Regions from separate parts of the Mus musculus genome. Here region 1 is linked to region 2. The links are chromatin contacts, called in public promoter capture Hi-C maps. All regions are on one chromosome and are shown on one strand. Each heading gives the region's core, a stretch centred on a gene start, on an enhancer-like site or on the middle of the called end of the contact. The rest is flanking DNA. Distances are from core to core; before and after follow the strand shown. Region 1 overlaps Slc36a1 (solute carrier family 36 (proton/amino acid symporter), member 1). Region 2 overlaps Rapgef6 (Rap guanine nucleotide exchange factor (GEF) 6).

Region 1 (4,216 bases), core at 462-2,961, 520 kb after region 2:
TGACCCAGAGAGGATTTCATGAGTATAACTGTGCCCTCTGCTGAAGGTAGAGGATAAAAATAGACACTTCAAGAATCATCTGGGTTCATGTCTCCTGATAATAGCTCACTGATAGGTGATTTAACTACTGTTTGAGGTCCAAGAGATAATAAGCTCAGAGGAGGGTGGGGGTGAACTCAACCAGAAGACTAGGGAAGGCTTCCTGGAAGTGTACACTTGCACTACCCTGCCCTACCCAGAATTACTTCACACGTGTGTTGCCCAGGTGCCCTGGAATGAATTTAGAAATTTATGAGCAGGGCACCCAGTGGGAAGGTGGGGAGGCAGAGGGTGAGCAGGCCCAGCCTGCCCGTGGACTTCGTGCCTCTTGCATCCTCCTTGACTGGTACTGGGCACTCTAGTCAGACTCACTCCATAGTACATCTGTCACCGGGAGCAGCTGTGACAATGTCTGCCTCTGTTTCTGAGCCCACTCCACAATTGGAGCTGAAGGCCCCATCTACTGGAGATCTTAGCACTGCCTCTGTTCCCCCAGCTACCATGTCCACACAGAGGCTTCGGAACGAAGACTATCATGACTACAGTTCCACAGACGTGAGCCCCGAGGAGAGCCCATCTGAAGGCCTTGGCAGCTTCTCCCCCGGCTCCTACCAACGCTTAGGAGAGAACAGTAGCATGACGTGAGTATTTGTGACCTTCTGCCATGGAGTGGGCTTTCCTGTCCCCAAGTCTCCCTTGGAACAACTGGTGCCTCCACCTTCCCATTTTACACTCTGCTTGACAGAGGAAAGTAGGCTATCCATAGGCAGGGCCAGCAAGGGACTCTGCCCCTCCCTAGTCATTGCTTATTTCTTGTTAGTTCCCAAAGGCTGGTGAAGAGCTTGTACTTAAAATCTGCGTGAGAAATAATGTCTTGGGCAAGAACCAAGTGTCAGATGCCTCCTGGCCCCATTAGCGCCTCCTTGGCAGAGCCTCCTGGGACTCCAATCCCGGCACTTGGCGGGAGGGAGTGGCAGCTGTATTTAAGAACCCTCCAGAGTTGGTAGAAGAGAGATCCACTTTCCTTAAGGGGGCTGCAGTCTTGTACCTGGCACCTGAAACCCCAGTCTCATCTGGGCCACGTTTGGCTCTCTGGTTCACAGTTTCTCCTGATATAAGAACCAGTTGAGAAGCCTACTGGGAAACTGGGCTGGCTGTGTGAGGAAACTTCAGAGGATGGGGTTCTGTTCTGAGTTTCCCAGCATGCCCCTGGCCTTTGTCAAGGTCCCAGGTCCCTGTCCTTGGCGGTCCTATCATTTATCCCCAATCTCAGCTGTCATCCTTCTAGTGTCCCTTGTGGCTGGGTGTGACTTACTGAGGATGGCTCTGTGTCTTAGTGCCTCATGCCTCTACGCTCCATGACTGCTTAAAGAGACTGTGGCAGCTCAAGGGGATGTGTGGGGTGTTCTCTCTGCATCTTTTCCTGGGAGGGTGTTTTCCCCTGTGAACTGAGGTGGGTGTAGAAAATGGTGTGTGCACATGAGTGGCTCCTTGCCACCATTAGCACAAAGATTCTGGCTTTTTAGCTTATGCCCCATACAGCCCATTGTTACAGATTCCCGACTTACTTGCAAATTCAGCTGGGGAAGAAGATTGCTTGTGTATGATACAGCTGTTGGCAGCCAGGACACCCTTCCTGTCTTCCCTCTGATTTCATCTGTCCAATCAGTGTGGAGAAGGAGGTCTCTTGAGGGCTTGTGAAATACTTCCAATTGTCAGCTTGTTTGCACAGTGCTTTCTGTGCACAGTCTGAATTTTTCACTTTTGTAGAGACTTCTCTGAAAGTCAAGTCCAGCTAGCTAGTCAAGAACAGAATGGCTGCTCTAGGTCAGCCATCCAAGGATACATGCCTGGGCTGTCCTCAAGGTCGCCTTTATCACTTCCCCTGGTTTCTTGGAAATCATGCTGAGCAGACAGTTCCCTCTTTCGACTTCTATTAGGACATTTCCCAAGATACAGGGCAGAGTATTCATTGGGGTCTTGGAGCATTGGTCCCTCCAGCCTGGGGACAGGCTCTACCCAGGCTTTTATTCTGGAAACATGCCGGGTGGGCCAAGGCTGATTAGGGACCCTTGTTAATCTCTCTCAGGTATTGTGAGGGACATGATTGGAAGCCTTTATCCTTCCTGTTATCTACTTTATTAAGGAGCAAAGTACCTTGGAAGAGCTGCTTAACCACACCTGACTCTTCTAGAAGTTAAAGGCTCAGTTAAAAGCCCAAAATAGTGAGTGCAAATAGGAACTGTAGACATTTCTGTGGCAGGGTAATAGTGATTTTCAGCTAACAGTTGGTGCCGTAGAGCCATTGACAGTATTGGCAGCAGCCTCTGTTAACACCGGAGGGCGGTTTACACACAGTAGGGCCGTTTATACTGTAGGGCACATTTTCTTTCTTGCCCTATTGAGTAGTTAGGAACATCTCTCTATCCCACCTCAGCAGTGCTTCCAAAGGTCAGCAGACTGGGGCATCAGCTACCCGCTGGCGTCTGATGCCTCAGAACAGCCAGATACGGCCTGCAGAGCTTCGGGGTTCCTAGACCAAGTCCCTTCCTCCAAGTGCCAAGGTGCTGTTTGCCTGTCACTCTCTTCACATGTGCACAAAGATGCAGGGCAGTGTGCGTCTACAGTTTCCCCCACTCACACTTTCCCCCTCCCCCCCCCCCCCCGCCCCAACACACATACCACATTGTCTGAGACACATGTGGGTAGAAGGAAAAGGACAGTTTGACAGGGCTGGGGCTGCATGCAGCCTGGGTGGCAAAGTGCTTGCCTAGCATGTACTATGCCCTGGTCTTGTTCCCAGAAACACATAAATTCGGTGAGGTGGCACGTGGGAGGTGGAGGCAGGAGGATCAGAAGTCTCAAGGTCATCCTGGACTACACAGGGAGTTCAAGAACAGCCTGGGATGCCTGAGGCCCTGTCTCCAATGACCAACAAAAAATTCTTGACAAGAGAGAGAGGTCATTAACTCTTATTAAGCTGCAACCTTTAGCAACGGGGCTTTTAGTAGTCTAAATAAAAAATTACCAGATACCAGTTGTCAACTGAACTAATTGGGTTTTTTTTCTCCCCCTACCCCATAGGAATAGTTTATTTTACTAGAGAGAACAACCAGCTAACTAGGTTTTTCAGACCCAAGTATTTAGCATTTTCTTTGAAAATGAAATGAACCCATTAACTCAAGAAAAAAAAAAAAAACACCAGCAATGTTCTTGTGGCTCCCATGAACTGTGAGCTTTCAAACAAAATAAGAAAAATACAAACAAGCAGAGTGCCCAAGTCACCCTGGTATCCAGCTGGCACTGTGAGATCATCCCCAAGAGGTCCAGGGGAACCTTCGGAAGCAAGGTTTTGAGCTTATATAAGGACCTAGGTGAGCGCATGCCTTAGGAGCCAGGAAACTCCATGTATGTTAGGAAATCTTGCATGATAGAAAGGTCCCTGAAGACAGCAGCAGCAACAGTGGGTTAAGGAAACAGACTGTGGGAGGCTCAGCTTCCACGCAGCAGCATCTCATTTTGGAGCAGTGTCAGAAGAACTGTCACGGTTGAAGAGGCGTTTAAGATGTCCCTTCCTTTTCCGGCTGTACGACTAGGGAGAACACAGTCTCTCCTAGACTCGCTCCAAAGCAACGCGACATATAGACATTGAAACAGACACCCAGCTGTCTTCTGTCAGATGAGACGTTTAGGAGATATTTTAAACAGCCGTGGGGGACGTGATGCTGGAACGCTGGCTCAGTGGTTAAGAGCATTCGCTGCCCTTGCAGAGGGCCTGAGTTCTGGTCTCAGCACCCACAGTGGGCTGTTCACAGCTACCTGTAACTCCAGCTTTAGGGGATCCCATACCCTTTCCTGGTATTTGAGGGCACCCTCACTCATGCACACGTGCACACACACAGACATATTTTTTTTTTAAACGAGGGGCCGGAGATCTAGATGATTGCTGTTCTTCCAGAGGACCCAGCTTTGGTACTCGGCATCCACATGATGGCTCAACCGTCCATAACTCCAGTCAGTCCCAGGCAACCTGACACTCTCTTCTGACCTCCGAGAGCACTCCACAGTTACTGCACAGTACAGATGAGCGGGCAGGTCCTAGAACAGAAGGGATGGTCATGCCAAATGACAGTAGTCAGGGCCAGGAAGCCCAGCACAGAGGCATTCTGGGGGAGGT
Region 2 (4,385 bases), core at 1,763-4,262:
ATGTGTGTGTGTGTAATTTAATAAATGTTCCAGGCAACTCTTAGTATCAGTTCCCTTTGAGAAATTCTGGTGTAACAAACATAAGGATCAAGTCTATTCAGTACAGTGAAAACGCAGTGGCTCTTTTTGGAAGTAGGTGGTTAACTGGTTTGATTTTTCATTTGACACATTTATTGTCTTGGTTTTCTTAAAAACTGAATAATCATTTCATGGCACTGATATCACTAACAGTGAGCTCAAACACAAGGCCATGTGGTAAAAGTCAGAAACACTGGCTTGTCTGTCTTACTGAGTTGTTGGCCCATAAGCCCAAGGGTAAATCACACATTTCTGGATCTTGATTTTTCTGTAAAATGATTGGTGGCATCTCTCAAAAATGATGCTTCACAGCCATTTTTTCTTCAGTGAATTTAGTCACACATGCCAAAATCCTGAAGGCCTAAGGAGACAGTAGCACTTAGCTCGCTGTCTTATTCGTTGTGTTACTAAGGATCAGGAACATCCAGGGGCCTCCATTTCTTCTTTAGTGGTGTTTTGAGAATAGATCCAAAAGTCATGTGACCTGTCACCCCTCACTCTGCCCTGTGAACCGGAAGGCATTGGTGCTTCTTAAGGACCCACCTTCTGTGGAGCTGCTGCAGCATTTTCTCTTACTTCTGAAACCCAAGTATGATGTCTTGCTGCAGACCGCTTTGTCCATTTAGCCATCATCCTGTAGATGTGGTTTTGGATCCTTCTCCTTACTCCATCCCTACCCTTTTATCCCTCCAAAACAGACAGGTCTCTGTAGGCATGCAGTGTGCTCAGCTACTTAATTCTTAACAAAATTAATCATGTCCAAATCTAAAACAGTTTGTTTAAAGAAACTGAAACAGGGCTAGGAAGACCTTTAAATGTGGGTACCTGAATCCCTATTCCCTGCATCTAAGTAAAGATCCATTGTGCATTATACAACCCTAGCATGGGTCAGTGAGCTAGAGATGAGAGGATACCTGGGCCCTCTGGCTAGCCAGCTGATGAGTTACAGATTCAGTGTCTTAAAAGAAAAATAAGGTAGAGAACAATCAAGGAAAACATCTTACATCAGCCTCGGACTTACACACATACCCACACGAACATAGACATATACCAGTAATTTGCATGCACACAAAATCACCTGGAGCTCTCACTGGTAGAGCCTTTGCCCAACCTGTGCAAGAATACCTGAATTGTATTCTTAGAATCACCACAAATAATTGATTGAAATAGTGGTCTTATGTTTGGGAAAAGACTATCTGAGGTAAGTGAATGCACTTTGAAGATTTCCAAGTACAGTTCTTTGAGCCTGCGTGTTGCTTCCTTAGGGTGGGCCATGAAATATTTCATGTCAAAGAAGGGGATATAGAGTTAAAATGAATGAGGTTGAAAACTGAAGTATGTGTACTTGTTAATGTTTATAACATATTTATTGTTCTTGTTTTACTGAAAATTTGAGAAAGTATGTGATTCTGGGACAGTAATACTAGATTTTGACGTTTTTCTGCAATGTGGAGTTCTGTGGATGTGGTTGTAGGTGGTGGGTGAATTGGCTATATGGGGAAAGGAATGGAGAAATTGCCATCCTTACAGCCTCAGGCATGCATCCTGGCATTCCCTCCTACTTTGGGTTTGTTTGTTTGTTGTTTGTTTTCCTTCATTTTTTTTCTTGGTCTCACACGGCTGCCCCTGTTTGTCCCCTTTTTTGAAGTTTGATGGGTGTTCTCTTCTCATTCAGGTTATACACTCACACCATCAAGTAAATGTGACAACTTGTCTGACTCCAGCCACAGTGAAATCTCCTCTCGGTCCAGCATTGTGAGCAATGGTTCTGTTGACTCCATGTCTGCAGCTGGGCAGGATGAACGCTGTTCCTCCCACAGTCTGGCAGTTCCTGAGCCCACAGGGGCATTGGAAAAGACAGATCACCCTTCCGGGATCTCAGACCACAGTCAGCTTGCTCACGGGTAAACATCCATGTCTGTGCTCTTGCCTCCAAAACAGAACCAGTATGCAGCATTGAGAGCCTGCCTTGCACCCTCCCCCAGTAGCTTAGGTCTATGGCATACTGTGTAAGAGTGTGAGGCTACATGTATGCCCTTTGTACATACTGAGTGTGGAAATTCATGCTACTTGAGAGATACACAGGTTTCCTTTTTTATTGTTTTGGTTTGGTTTTTGTTTCTTTAGACAGAGTTTCTCTGTGTACCCTGGCTGTCCTCAAACTTACAGAGATCCGATCACCTGCTTCTGCCTCTGCCTCTTGACTGCTGGGATTAAAGGAATGTGCTGCAGCTGCCACCTGGTAGATACCCTTTTTGTATGTTCCTGAACTCTCTTTATTCAGGTTACTTTCTGCCATGTATCTCGTCACTCACTAAGAATCCTGTGCACCTGCTGCTGTTACTAGTGGTGTGGCTCCTGGAGAAAGATTTCACCGTACAGCAGACTTCCAGGCCAGCATGTCTGTCCAGCACAATGCAAGAGCTAGGAGAGTAGGGCCAGGCCTTGGTCTGAATTCCCATGTTTAGCCTTTTGACATTGAGACTGTTGTTTTCTTAAAGAAAAAAAAAATTGACATTCAAGAAAAGCACAATTGAGTCTGTCCCTCCTTCAAAAAAAAGGATGTCAAATGCCAATTTCAAATTTCATCTTGTACTTTTATTTAAAGTCAGTCAGGATTTCTTAGAGGAAACATTGCCTAGCTAAGGATTCAGGTGTGTCCTGGGGCCATGTGCTGAGGAGTCTCCAGTATACCACCAGATTACTCATTGCTCATCTGTTTGTCCCCACTTTCAGGTGGATGCTGTCAAAGCCGTGTCTTATCAAGGGTGTAGCTGTCTCATCTTCTCTGAGCAGCGAAGAGATGTCTCATGAGCATGTTGTGCTGGAAGCAGCTGACAGTGGGCGGGGCAGTTGGACTTCCTGTTCCAGCAGCTCCCATGACAACTTCCAAAGCCTTCAAAATCAAAAAAGCTGGGACTTCCTGAATTCTTACAGACACATGCATTTAGATGACCCTATTGCAGAAGTTGAGCCCACTGACTGTGAGCCCTGTGCCTGTCCTAAAGGCTGCTCAAGAACTTGTGGCCAGTGCAAAGGCAGCCTAGAGACGAACCAGCTGAGGCAGAGTTGGGCCTCCTCCAGCTCACTCTCGGACACATGTGAACCAAACTACGGGACAGTTAAGCGGAGGGTGTTGGAAAGTGCACCAGCAGAGGCACCTGATGGCTTGGAGCCCAGGGATACCACTGACCCTGTTTATAAAACTGTCACTTCCAGTACAGACAAGGGCTTGATTGGTAAGTGCAGGGTTTTTGTATCACTGATGTTGAGGCATTATTTGCCCCTCCCCCTAGAAAGAGATACGGGGCTATCTTTACCAGATTTTTTTTTTTAAGAATGGGCTATTTATTTATTTATTTATTTATTTATTTATATGTAAGTACAGTGTAGCTTACTTCAAACACTCCAGAAAAGGGCATCAGATCTCGTTACGGATGGTTGTGAGCCACCATATGGTTGCTGGGATTTGAACTCATGACCTTTGGAAGAGCAGTCTTCCATGCTCTTACCTGCTGAGCCATCTCACCAGCCTTCTTTACCAGATCTTATTCTTTCTCTGACGCTATACTTATTTTCTTCCTTCCACAATTTATTGCTCCAAAATTTGTGGCTTCTCCGGAGCTTTGTTTGTTTTGTTCTGTTTTGTTTTGTTTTGTTTTGTTTTGTTTTTCTCTGTCATGCATGTCCTTGTTTTTATAAAACAAAAAGGGAATTGACAATAATATTAACAGAAAATATACTTGCTATCAGATACACATGGAACACACAGACCCACAGGTAGAGCCTCGGCGATGCCTTTTCTAAAGTTCCATGCCATTAGGAGTATGTGCAGGGAAAGGAAAGATTGTTGTATTGATCTCTAAGTTGTTGGGTCCACAGTTGCTATGTATACATGACAGAAACAACAGGTCCTCTTACTTTTCAGGCAGAGAGACCTGCTAAGATACTGAACCAACTCTGACACAGTAGGTCTTAGCCCCGTGAGTGGACCCTGTACTCACTCTCAGCACCACAGAGACAGAAAGAGACCCCAGGCATTTCTGTGGACCTCACCAGGTGTCAGCTGATGTGAGGGTTGCTGTCTAGTGAGCTTTTGCAGTATATTTAGTCATCAATTTGTTTATTCCCTGAATTAAATGAGTACTTTCACATAATATCTCTACTTCCCTGTTACATGAAATAACTATCAAATGTGCTAATCTTGTAATATCTTGGATTTATTTAGAACTTTTCAGGATTCTAGGAATGTATAAGCACAGGTCCCTCTGAGTGTTAATTTTAATGTCTTTCACTTCTTGGTGATA

The links. Capture Hi-C pulls out chosen DNA fragments and counts their contacts.
Region 1: a promoter capture Hi-C map of adipose tissue shows a contact between it and region 2. The contact joins two enhancer-like sites. A contact is called at or near these places in 1 of 39 promoter capture datasets (pre-B cells) and 1 of 9 other capture datasets (adipose tissue).

Annotation. Positions count from the first base shown.
Region 1 is chr11:55,213,395-55,217,610 of GRCm38.p6, forward strand. It overlaps Slc36a1 (solute carrier family 36 (proton/amino acid symporter), member 1), which reads left to right. Exons shown (of 11, transcript NM_153139.4): 2 at 536-680. The coding sequence starts at 541. Among named protein-coding and RNA genes, the nearest start is that of Slc36a1, 11 kb to the left of the region's middle. Within about 2 kb of position 1,712, at least 34 of the 459 cell types and tissues checked have an H3K27ac peak or open chromatin away from gene starts, as enhancers often do. A contact at or near this core is called in adipose tissue, where this site is marked.
Region 2 is chr11:54,688,424-54,692,808 of GRCm38.p6, forward strand. It overlaps Rapgef6 (Rap guanine nucleotide exchange factor (GEF) 6), which reads left to right. Exons shown (of 29, transcript NM_001252494.1): 26 at 1,754-1,982; 27 at 2,815-3,317. Among named protein-coding and RNA genes, the nearest start is that of Cdc42se2, 97 kb to the right of the region's middle. Within about 2 kb of position 3,013, at least 24 of the 459 cell types and tissues checked have an H3K27ac peak or open chromatin away from gene starts, as enhancers often do. A contact at or near this core is called in adipose tissue, where this site is marked.